Regions from separate parts of the Macaca mulatta genome. Here region 2 is linked to region 1. The links are chromatin contacts, called in public Hi-C maps. All regions are on one chromosome and are shown on one strand. Each heading gives the region's core, a stretch centred on a gene start, on an enhancer-like site or on the middle of the called end of the contact. The rest is flanking DNA. Distances are from core to core; before and after follow the strand shown.

Region 1 (6,506 bases), core at 3,016-5,515:
CCTCCCTGATGCTGGCCCTGGGACAGGAGGGTCAAGGAAGCCAAAGAAGGCCTGAATCTCCAAGCTGCTGCTCCTGGTCCCGGTTGTAAGGTCCTGTGAATCCTGCTTCTCCAGCTCAGCATTAATGGGCAGGGAGCAACCTGGAAGTTAATGAAGAAATGAGGGACTTCCCTGTCAGGGTGAGTGCTCTGGGACAAAGGGACAACCTACAGCAGGAGGACTTCGGGACAGCTGCAGGGGAGAACTGGCAGCTCCCAACCAGGAGGTGCAGAGCTTGCTGACCTCCAAGGTGAGCCATACAAAAAACTGCCAGCGACTGCTGCCAGGAGGGAGAGGGTGGAAGACTAGTGGAAGAGAGCAGCAACGGAGTCCTTGGAATTGTTTAGAAGCCCTTGATTGCTATTTGTTCATTTTTAAAAAAAAAAAAAAACATGCCTAACCTCATACAAAAATGTTAACTTTATAAGGAGAGAAAAACATTTTAAAGTTTCATTTGAAACTGCCTTCAGAAATTTGTTTTTAAAAAACAAATTTAAAACAGTATTCCCCCCTCATAACAAATGTCCAAGCAACAAGAGTAATAGCTGCTCTTTACAAAGCACTGGTAATGTGCCAGCACCTCACAGTAGTCACAGGATATAGGTACTTTCATTTATACCAATTACCAATGAGCATGCTGGAGCTCAGAGAGGTTGAGTGACTTGCCCTGTGTCACACAGCCGGCACTCAAGGCTGTGCCCGACTGACTTCATTATCACCACCCTATACTTTGTCTCAAAGGGAGGGAATCTTAAACTGAGTGAATTGGCTCTAGGCCCCAGGGACTGCCTAGTGAATAATGGTGAATTCCTAGTGTCATCCCAAGAAGCAGGGGCAATTTATTCTTGGGTTTGACCACACAGTAGAGGTTCCAGCTTCATTACTGGGGTTCTAGGCATGTGTGTTGGTGCAATTTGGAAGCAACAGATCTTCTTTGTGTCCCTGAGAGAGGGAGGGTGAAGCCATCTCTCACGTGATCTGGATTTGCCATCCTGGAGCAGCCAGCCATAACCCCAAGGAGCCCCAGAGGGACCTCCTGAAAAGCGGTCACTGCGTTGAAACCCAAGGTGCAGCCCATGTCTGGGTGTGGTGGGGTGGGGGGTGTATCACTATTTTCAAAGACGGAGACCCAGGGAAAGAGGCCTGTCACAGGCCACACAGTGGCTGTAGACCAGCATTGTGAGAAGATCCCAGGCCTTACAATCCAAGCTTAGTCCTACCTGCAGCCCAGCACTGCACTGAGCCTTCTATGACTGCCCCAGAGCAAACCAAGTATCCCCCTCCCAGACCCACCACTGAGGTCACTCCAGCCTGTACCTGCCCAATTAGGGCTGCTTCAACCTACGTGGCACCCCCAAAGGGGGTTCTGTGTTCTTGCTTTACCCTGTTCCAGAAGGAATAAGCCCATGGTGTGATAACCGGAAGTTTTGCTAAGGCACAAATTTGAATTTTGCCCACTTCTGGGATGGGGCTCTGAGCAAGTCCCTCAGCCTTGGGGGGCTGGCTAGGGGCATAAAGGGGACCAGTGGCCACTCCATCATCTGGTCAGTTTAGTCTGCACCAGTCGTTGCCTGTCACCTAGGTCTCAGAAGTCACATTCAGCATGAAAGGGATCAAAACGAGGAGCCAGCTCTGTGCCACAATTTCTGCACCCTCAGAAATGAGGATTATACCACTTAGCATTGCTGTTGGGAACATATGAATTAGGACATCCTTGGCATATAGTAAGTTTTAAAAAGTGATCTATCATTGTCTTTGCTATCATCATCATCATCATAGATTGTTGACACCTGTGGTATATAGCCCATGACTTTCTTGAATCCCCCAAATGACAAAGAATTTTTATTTTGGCTCCTAAATTTCTCCAAATGACACATTTGAGATATAGAATCCAGTGTTTTCTGTATATATCCTTATGCCACAAGTTAACCAGTAGTTGGCAGTCTCCGAGTCCCCTCTATCTTTCCAGCCCTCCGATCCTCACCCTATCCCAAGCTGAGACCTTGGCCCAGAGCCCCAGCCTGGCAGTAGGCATGATTCAGATTTGTTCCACAGCAAAACTGCCAGTTATCACCCCATGGGCTCGCTCCATCTGCAGTCATTAAAGACAAGAAAGTTGAATCTGTGGATGCCAGAGGGTCCACTACAGGTTTCTCAAGGTGTGTTTCACAGGATGCTGGTTCTGTTGAGCGATTGCAGTTGGGGTTTGTTGTTGAGCCATCAAATACATTTGGGGAGCATTGGGTTTTTAAGCACATTTCTTTCTGAGGAGGTCTCAGGCTTTAACATGCCACCTTTCTGAATCGGAGGCACGGGATGTGCTCGTTCTCAAATGCATTTTATCATTCTGCTCCGTTTCACTGCAGGATAGCTGGTGGGATTTGGTGTCTCATAGCAAGGCTTTTCAAGCCTTTCCCTGCACACAGTTCCCCTGGGATCGTATTATAAAGTGCAGTTTCTTACTCGGAAGGTCTTGGGAAGGGCCTGAGATGATGCATTTCTAAAATGCTCCCTGGAGGTGCCGATGCGGCTGCTCCACACACCAGACTTGAACAGTGAGGCTTGGGGCAGTATTTCTAAGAGACGTGTCTGCCAAGACTGCTACCCAAGGGGCTCCCGTGCCATCCCTTTTACAGCCCTAACACCTGCCAAAGTGCTTGGACCATATGAAAAACAGACTTGGCCAGAAGCTGGAGTGGAGGCTCATAAGGGCGGAATTTCTGTCTGTTTTGTTCCCAGGTATATTTCCAGAAACTAGAACTGTGCCTGGAACACAGAGTGGCTCAGTAATTACCTGGGGAATGAGTACATTACTAGGGTCATTCAGCAGAGAGATGCCCTTTTCCAGGCATTTTCTGAAACATTCACTGTTGTGAGTAGTGGTGGATTTGAGTCCAGGACTTCTGCAAACTCACCAAAGGCTTTTAAAACCATCCAAAGCATCTCTTTCTCAAACTCCTAAATCTGACTCAACAACCTATCTACAAGGCCTCCACCTATAAGGATATGGATGTTTTTACGGCCAGGTAAGGTTGGGTGACTCAAGATATGAGTAAACCCAGAGCTTCAGTCAATATGGTCTCAGAGTGACAGATGGAGAGAGAAGGCTTCCTGTGGTGGGACTAAGGAGCATGGGCCTCAGGCTGACCAGTGTCCCCAGAATAAAGCACTTTCTTTAAGATGGGGCCAAAGTATTCCAAGCCAAGTTCATGGGCACCTAACTAAATGAGGTGCATGGATGCGGCCTCAACCTTGTTCTGATGCTCTCACTGCCAACCTAGGCAGGGAGCCAAATTCCTTGCTCTTTAACTGTTTGTTTGTCTGTTTGCTTTGATCCAAGAGGACAGGAAGAGAAGATATTTGTTTCCATGGTAATTGCTTGGAATGATTCTTAAGTAGAGGAGCCTGAAGAAGTCTTCTCATTAGGTTTCCACCTTCAAGGAACTTAAAATCTTCTTAAGAATCAAGGTTCCCAATACATGAACTGTGCAGTCAGTGACCCATGGGAGGTACAAGGACACTTTTCAGTAACTCCTGAGTGGGGGCAATTGAGAGGGCTTCCCAGAGGACTGAAAATGAGCCAAGTCTTGAAATAGTTAGATAAAAGGTGAGGGGAAGGGAAGAGTATGAGGGTGTGGAGATGCAACTTCACAAGCATTATTTGGGAGGCAATGACTAAAGTAGCCTGTTTAGCAGAGTCTGGGGCGCAGTGAGTAGAAAAGCAATTTGGAACCGGAGTATACACAGCACTGAATGTCAGGCCATGGAGGCTGAACACCTAGGCCCATTCTTTAGAACTAGAGCCTGAGAAGTAGGTGGGACCCACACATTTTGCTTTTGGGTTTAGGCAAGCACGGGGAGACAGCCTCCTGAATGAAGCCAAGAGTAGACTGCTGAATTGGTAGAGAATGGGAGGGTCCAGCTTGTACAGCTAGCGCACTGCACAAGAGCACCTGGCCAGGAGAGCAGCAAGTAAGGACAGAAATACAGTTCTCACTCCTCTCATCAATCTACACACCCTAGCATGGGCTGCCTTCTCCCAGAGGGACTTCTCTGTCCGCAGAGACATCTGCACAGGCTGGTGCTGACCCAGTTGGCTCAAGCCACAGCCAGAGAATGTTTTCTCCTTGTGGCCAAGGCATTTTCTTAGAGCAATGAATACTGTACATTCCCAGAGTGTCCCAAGGAGGGCACTGCTTAGCTTTGAACAGAACGATAAAGCACTGCAGGCACGGTTCTGAGAACGCAGTTAGTACAAGAGCAAGCCAGTTTTCTGCTCCTGCTGGCTGTCAGAACAAGGGGGCAAATGGTTTGAAATAGTACACTTCAACTGAATTCAACTAAATCTTCGGCAAGGTAGGGTCAGCCCCCCAAGCAGGACATGCACAAGACAGAGCATCTCATCTGCAGCCCTAAAGATCCTAATGTTTGGACAGCAGTCATCTGACCTGTGGGTTTGGGTGGAGACCTGCATGCTTCATACAGTATCCAAATGTTTCCCAACCCACCAGCAAACATCATGTATATGTAGAGAGATGTAGAGGGCTCGTTCAAAGGACTGCTAGAGATGATGCTTCTCAATAGGGGCACACTGGCATTTAGGGTGCAATTGTCTCACACACTGGAGGATATTTAGCCAGCAGGGTCCCCCAGTCCTTGTGACAACCAAAAAAATCCCTCCTCCATGTTTAAATGCTCCATTGGAAAGGTTGAATCCAAATGAGAACTGAGCAGCCCCTCTCTTTACAGAAAAGACAACAGGCCCAGTGATTTGTCCAGGGCCACAAGGCTAGGGAAGAAAAAAACAAGAATTAGCACCCAGGTTGCCCACTCCTTACCACTTGTCACCAGCTTCCCCACCAGTGTGGTCCTTCTTTCTCCCAGCCTTGGTTATTCTCTAGGTTTCTGCATTGAAACCACAGAACATACTAGAACCAAATGATATAGGTTCATCTATGGTCCCCAAAGGCTTATATAAAGCTGTCCTAGCTCAGGCTACTATAACAAAAATACTATAGACCAAGTGGCTTAAACAACAGACATTTACTCCCTATAGTTCAGGAGGCTGGAAGTCTTAAGACCATGATCAAGATTAATCTAGACATGAATTCCTTATATTTTCATTTATGTTACTTTTTGATGATATTTGTGTAGTTGATTTACCAATGTTTTCTTTTTTAATGGGTACTTTTTGTGTCTTAAAAAAATTCTTTAAATAAATTCCAAGATTATAAAAATATTCTAAATTTCTTCAAAAAGTTTTAAGCCTTTGCCTTCCATATTTAAGATTTTGTTCTATCAAAAATTAATTTTTGTATATAAGAGAATAAGGAGCTTCTTTAATTTTTTTCTATATGGATAACTAATGCTCTGAGCACCATTTATTGAATAAGCCACTCATGATCTATAACATAATATCCTTTATCAAGCAAATAAATATACACATACATATACATACACAAACATATATATACACATACATATATACACACACACATATATATATATATGTATGTAGAGAGAGAGAGAGACAGAGAGAGAGAGAGAGACAGAGAGAGAGAGAGAGACAGACAGATTTTTGGGGATTTCTTAGTCTGTTCCATTGACTAATTTGATTATCCTTACCTCAAAACCATACTGTTTTAATTACTTTAGCTTTCTAATAAGGCTTGCAATATAGAAAAGCACATACCTTCATCCTGCTTGTCCTCAGAATGTCTTGGCTCTTCTTGGACATTTGATTTTTTATTTAATGCAATAATAATGTCACTGAAATTATTGAGACTTTTATTTTCTTTGCAGAAAAATTTTAGACTACTATTTTATTTAATGATTATACGGCTATTTAGGTTTTCTATTTATTCTCCAATTGGTTTCACAAGTTATATTTTTCTGGGCATTTTAAATTGTTTCCAATGTATAGACATAAAGTAGTGTAGATGATTCTTACTATCTCTTTTGGCACTTAAAGTATTTTTTAAACTTCATTTTAAATTAAATTTTTAAAAAATCTTTTTAAAATTTAATTTTGCCTATCTGTAGATATGTTCCTTTGTTCACACATATTTATACCTTCACTTTTCTCAATCTTACTAATCTATTTTTAACAGTCTTTTTAAAGAACTTTTGATTTGGTAGTTCTTCTCTATTTTATCTTTAATTTCTATTGTACTAATTTATGCTCCTTACTGTATTATATTCCTTTTTTTACTTTTTGTGTTGTGTTTCAATGCAAATTCAGTTGATTCAATGATTTCCCCACCGTCAATTTAGGATTTGGTTTTCTTAGTTCTGATAACTCTGTTATCAATTCTTCATTTATATTCCATTTTCCAGAAGTTTGTTGCTGGTGTCTCATCTCATATTTTGCCCATCCTTGTGGGTTTATATGATTGTTTAAAATCCCTTTGCTGTTGTTTTAATAAGTTTGGGGAAGGGAGTAAAATTAGCTGTATGTGTTCAATATA
Region 2 (6,437 bases), core at 2,054-4,553, 260 kb after region 1:
TTAATGCACATTGCTAGCAGATAGAACCCTAAAGATTGCCCATTATAAGAAGAGAGTACTGCTACCGTGGGAAAGCAATCCACAAAGTCCAAAGAAATCAACCTATTTCCTCCCTTGTGCTGAAAAGAGGTGATAGCAGGATGCACTGTTTACTCTTAATTGTGCACAACAGCATAGAGATGTAATAATTTAAAGCACATGATTTCAAAAGCTGGGAGAAACACATTTCGCTCATCAGAGTTATTTAATCAGTTGTGAAACAACACTTTGGAAAGAGGCTGATCCCTGGCCAACAATATCCATGGCCCACTTAATGTATATATCGGTCTTCGTGGGTCTTTTAGTCCGGAGCTTATTGAAAAACCTCAACTTCCTTTCAGAGAGAGAACTGATTCAGATTTAGCTTTTTTGATCTCTGAACCATGTATGCCTAAGCCAGGGATAGCAGATTTTCATCTAAAGGGCCAACCTTGATCTATAATAAATTCTACATCTATATCCAGCTGACAGTCAAAAGTAATGTCTACTTGGGCATGGGAGGTGTATGAACAGGATGAGGAGTTCTGCTCTTTTGCTTCAGTATTCCCAGGGCTTCGAACAGTGCTCAGCCCACAGAAGGCACTCTGTAAAAAGGCATGTTGAATGAATGAATTACCCTATCATCTCCAGCTTATATCTTTGAAAAAGCACAGTGTTGTAGAAAGCACACTAAAAACTAGAAGACGCCACCACGTATCTTTCTGGAGTTTGATGCATCAGTTCACATTTTGCCATCAGCTTCTCAGAATCAATCTGCCTTTTTCAGCCTGTCTGACCCTCAGGACGTTTCTAAAGACAGGTTTGATGAGTTTCCAGGTGCAGCCCCTTCCTGGAAGCCAGCCTCAGGATGGAGAAAGACAATCAGAATGCCAGAAAAGGTAGTTTGCAATGAATAGACTCATCAGTGATGAAATTGTTAACTCCTGAGCAAAATTACACAGCGAACTTTACAATAACATAATAAAAGGAGAACATGAAAAATCTAAGTGCTATACAGTGACATTTAGCTACAAAAGAAGAGGTTTCCAGGGGTATCTCCTTGACAACCAAAGGCAGAGTGGAGGAAGTGTAACCTTCCGTAGCCTCTTTCTGTCAAAACAAACTATGACTTCATTACATCTGTTCTAAGCGGAGGCCTCTCTGTGTTCGAATAAAAAAAAACAAAACACATATTTATTCATTAGAATAGATTTCCTGCTCAATTTAAATGACTCAGAAATGAAAATTCTGGGAACATAGGAAAATCGGATTCAAACTATTTGGGACACCATTGCAGCTTCGCAAGGATCAGGCCCCATCTATCTCTCATTCCTTTTCTTTCACTCAAATTTCACCACAGGCTTTGTATCCTCTTGGAATAAAATCTAAAATCCTTGCAATGCTGACAAGGCCTACCTGTTCTGGCCTGGCTAGCCTCCCCACCACATATGCATTTGCTACTGTGTTGCCCCCATTCACTCCACTGTAGAAATACTATTCTTTAAACCTGCCAAACACAACACTCCATCCAGACCCTTGTATCTGCCGTGCCCTGGCCCTGAAACACTTTCCACTGGAAGATTCAAAAGACTCTGACTCACTTCTTTCAGATCCCTGTTGACATGTTAACTTAGCAAAAAGGACTTTCTTGGTCCTTCCATTTGAATGAGAAGCTCACACCCCAACACTCTTGGTTCTTTAACCCTTTTAACATTTTTCTTCTTTGCTTTTATACCATCTGACATTTTTTCCATAGGCATATATACATATGTATTTAAACATTTATTTGCTTATGGCTTATCTCCTCTTATTAGAATGTAAGCCTTGTAAGGAAGAAACATCATTTTTATTTCACTACTCTATCCCCAGTACCTAGAGCAGTACCTGGTGTATACTCAAATATTCATTGAATGGATGAGCAAACCCCTCTTCCCAGCCTACCCTTTCATGGTATTCAGGCACTCTTCCTCACATACATCATGCATTGCACCTCCATGCTCATTGCTGTTCCTCCCCCTGAAATACTGTTTCCCTTATTTCTGGATCCCAGAGTAATTTCTCTTTTATTTGTTTGTCTGTTTTGAGACACGGTCTTGCTCTGTCACCCAGGCTGGAATGCAGTGGTGCCATCATAGCTTACTTCAGCCTTTAACTTCTGAGCTCAAGTGATCCTCCCACCTCAGCCTCCAGAGTAGATAAGACTACAGGTGTGCATTACCATGCTGGCTAATTTTTAAAAAATGTAGAGTTGGGGGTCTTGCTATGTTGCCCAGGCTGCCAAGAGGGATTTCTGTCCAGCACACACAAGAGCTGAACTGATTGGGAGGAATGGACAGGAGGTAGGAAGGTGGGAACTTTCCAGAAAAAGATTGCAGCAGAAAACAGTTATAATGGCGAACACAGGGAGAATTGGAAGAATAATTTACCATGGAGAAGGAGAAGGGAAAGAGTCACAGGGGAGACACCAAGCAACCATCTCCACCAAACTCAGCCTCGTGGCCCAGACCTGCATTTAAGAGTCTGCAGGGTTGCCATCATCTAGAACCTAGTCCTCCTTCCTCTCCTTTCTTCTCACATTTCCATCCATCCAAACCTTTCTTACCAAGATCAACATAAATGCCTACCCTGTGGCTTCCCCACTCAGCCCTTCAGAGTCATGTGCCCCTGCAGCTTTAGTGAGGGCCTCCACTCAGTGTTTATGAAACCCTACTCTGTATTTGACAAAGGTTTGTGGGGTTTTCCTACTTGCTTTTTTCTCCAACTAAATAGTAAACTCCTTGAAAAGCAAAGATGTACAGACTTTTGCAATATGTTTAAATTTTGACTTCAATACTGACTATCATATTTCATAGAATCTAAGCTAATATAAGATACATTATTTTATATACTACTAAAAACAGAAAAATACTTCCACTTGATTGTAAGACATTGCCAATTGTAAAAAGCATCCTGATTTCAGAGATCTGAGAATGTGAAAAGTGAGCATAGAAGAACTGATGGAAGACATGTGGCCTTAGACACGTGGTAAGCCTCTCTGAACTTTAGACTCACCATTCATGAAATGAAAACCATACTTTTTCATTCATTCGGCAAATGTGTATTGAGTGCTTAGGTGTTGGGAACTTTTTAAGTTGAAAGGAATAGGAACTGGCTCTGGTTAATGTAAGCAAAACAGGATTTACTGGAAGGATATTGGGAGCTCAGAGAAACAAGGGCTGGAGCAGCTGGCTTGGTGATGGCAGGAAGCAGGGGAGCACCGAGGCCTGGGAAATGGAAACCATGGCAACAGCTCTCACCAGGAGAGCTCTGGTGAGGACAGAGATGCTGGGATTCAACTCGTCCTCTTGTCCATGGGTAACTCAGGAGCCTCTGATGGACACAGCCTGCCCCCTGGTGTAGGGGTCTGGGGCGGCATCTGCTCGCTTTGGCTTCCACAGTAGGAGGCAAACACAGAATTTGCCATCCCATCAAGACCACACACGACAGAAGAGTGGAAATTCCCCAAAGTGATTTGGAACATTAGAAAGATGAGAAAGGGAAATGGACAACATGTGATCAAAACAGAAACCAAAAGAGATAAATTGCATAACATATTCCTAATATGTGCCAGCCACTATGCCCCCAAACAGTCATGGTCCCTGTTCTCATAGGGGTTACTGTTACTATCCAGTGAAAGAGGCAAACAAGAAAGAGAGAAAGAGAAAGAGAAAGAAGGAAGGAAAGGGGAGGGGAGGGGAGGGGAGGGGAGGAGAGGGGAGGGGAGGGAAGAGGGAAGGGAAAGGGGAAGGGAAGAGGGAAGGGAAGGGAAGGGAAAGGAAGGGAAGGGAAGGGAAGGGAAGGGAAGGGAAGGGAAGGGAAAAATTCAGATACTGTCAATGGAGAAAAGACTGCTATGGGATAGAATAACTGGGGCTGCTTGGCTAAATCCAGTTGCTCATTTTCAGTCCTCATTTTACATAAACCATCAACAGCTTTTGACACAGTTGATCACTCCCTCTCCAAGAAACACGCTCTTCACGCAGCTCTGGGGAAATCATGTCCTCGTGGTTTCTCCTCCTTCACCAGTTGTTCCTTCTCTTTGATGCATCCTCCCTTCATTTCCCCACCCTTAAGTCCCAGAGGACCCTAGGGCTCAGCCCTCAGACTCCCACTTTATCTATACTCGCTCCCTTGGTGAGTCCCTCCAATCTCAAGGTTTTAAATAATGTCGGCATACTGGAGATGGCCAACTTTATTTATCTAGCCAGAACTCCTACACTGAACCCCAGACTCGTGTATCCAACTGAAGTCTCAACAGCTCCATGGAGATGTCTAACTTAAAGTTCAAACTTATGTCTAAATCTATTCCTCCACTTTCTTCTACCAAACCTGCCTGACCCATAGTCTTCTCATTCAGGAAACAGCAACTCCATCCTTCCAGAAACCTTGGTGTCACCTTTCACTCCTGTCTTTCTCTCACCTCTTTCAGCTAATCTACCAGCAAACCCTGCTGGCTCGAGATGTAATCACCTCTCACACCTCCACCACTGTCCCGCTGTTCCAAGCCATCCTCATCTCTTCTGGACTAGTGCAATAGCCTCCTAATTGATCTCCCTGCTTCTACCCTTGCCCTCTATATTCTAACTTCAACACAACACCTTGAGTGATGCTTAGATATCTAGATCAGATCATGTACCCCTCCTCAAAATCTATTATGGCCCTGAAGACCTCAACCTTCCTCCTAACCTCTCCAAATCTTATTTCCTGGCTGTCTCATTCATTCGCTCTGCTCTAGCATGTTTCTTCCTCTAAGTTTTTGCAACTGTCCTTGCCTGTTCCCAGAATGCTCTTTCATCAAGCTATCCACAGAGCTTCCTCTCTCACCTTTTTCAGGTCTTTACCAAAATACCATCATCTCAATCAGGCAATCCCTCACTACTATATTTAAATTAGCAACACTACCACCTCCAAACACACACTCACACACAATCCCCTTCCCAGTTCCCATTTTATTTTCTCCATGCCACTCATCACTATCTGGTATATTACATATTTTATCTATGTGTGTGCTCCCCACTAAAACATAAACTGCATGAGGGCAGGGATTTCCTTCACTACTTACAACACTGCCTTGCACATATTAATAGTATGCTCTCAGTACAAATTTGTTGAATGAGCCAAGTTGCCTGACATTTCTGAGCATCAGTTGAAGAAACTGTGGGAAACAACGCTGCCTACAATATAAAATTTACATAAAAGGCCAATGAAACAGTGTGCCTTATAAACTGAGCTACGCTGTGCACACGTGAGGAAGAATGACAACCTCCTTTTCACATGACCACATTTTAGCACCCTGCTCTCTTAGCAATCTCTCACATAGACTGAAAACATGAACATTTGTTTTGCTACTTGCAATACAGGTGAAAGACCAAAAAAACTGTTTCCTTCCCTCTATGATAAAGGTATATTTCCTATCCATTTCTCACCACACCCTTATTACCCTCCCCTCGCAAGCCCCCACATGAAATAGAAAGCCCCCACTGAAAAGCAATGCTATTAGATAACAACAGTATTAATTAGGCCAGACACGGTGGCTCATGCCTGTAATCCCAGCACTTTGGGAGGCCAAGGCATGAGGATCCTTGAGCCCAGGAGTTGGACACCAGCCTGGGCAATGCAGGGAGATCTTGTCTCTTAAAAAAAAAAAAAAGAAAAGAAAAAATTAGCCAGGTATGGTGGCATGTACCTGTGGTTCCAGCCACGTGAGAGACTGACACAGGAGGATCACTTCAGACCAGGTAGGTCAAGGCAGCACTGAGCCATGACTGTGCCACTGCACTTGAGCCTGGGTGACAGAGCAGACCCTGTCACTATATATATATACACACACAAATATATAAATATATACACATGCACACATACACACACACACATATATATATAGTATTAATTGGGGTAACATTTCTGAAAACCTATTTTCAAAGTGCCCAAATATTTTAGACTTTTATAAAAGAAAGTGAAGTATCTGGTGGCCTGAGCTAGTAGGAAATAGGGAAGAAGATAAATACAGTGGGGACAGCTGGCTGGCTTTGCTGTATAAATATTCCCTGTGGCTGAATCACAGGCACTAGCATCAACTCAACTTCTTCCCTAGGTAAATTTGTGCTATATTCATACTGTGTGAAGCTCCAAACAAAACAGCACTCGGACCTATCCTACCTGGAAGGCTGGGAATATATGATCCTAACAGATAGCAATTGTACATGTTCCAATAGATGAGGAAAAGCTACTAAATAGAGAGTAATTTAATTCATTGCAGTGTATCAGGAGGCGGTGATTTTCCAGCATCCACATTCCATTCAGGAGCTTCCTCGCTCTCCATCTTCATGGCTTGCCTGTCCAATCAGACAAGTCAACTGCAGAAAGACTCCATCTTGTGT

Evidence for each region. A called contact is a pair of places that touch in the nucleus more often than the background predicts.
Region 2: a contact with region 1 is called in a Hi-C map of cortical neurons, with 5 times the contacts expected there. The contact joins two enhancer-like sites. A contact is called at or near these places in 6 of 14 Hi-C or Micro-C datasets (blood, cortical neurons, fetal cortex germinal zone and 3 more).

Annotation. Positions count from the first base shown.
Region 1 is chr1:172,487,981-172,494,486 of T2T-MMU8v2.0, forward strand. All of the region lies in intron 11 of WLS (Wnt ligand secretion mediator), which reads left to right. LOC106999161 reads right to left here. Exons shown (of 5, transcript XM_077989122.1): 4 at 1-140. Among named protein-coding and RNA genes, the nearest start is that of DIRAS3, 62 kb to the right of the region's middle. Within about 2 kb of position 4,266, at least 8 of the 40 cell types and tissues checked have an H3K27ac peak or open chromatin away from gene starts, as enhancers often do. A contact at or near this core is called in cortical neurons, where this site is marked.
Region 2 is chr1:172,753,213-172,759,649 of T2T-MMU8v2.0, forward strand. No RefSeq gene overlaps it. Among named protein-coding and RNA genes, the nearest start is that of GNG12, 21 kb to the right of the region's middle. Within about 2 kb of position 3,304, at least 6 of the 40 cell types and tissues checked have an H3K27ac peak or open chromatin away from gene starts, as enhancers often do. A contact at or near this core is called in cortical neurons, where this site is marked.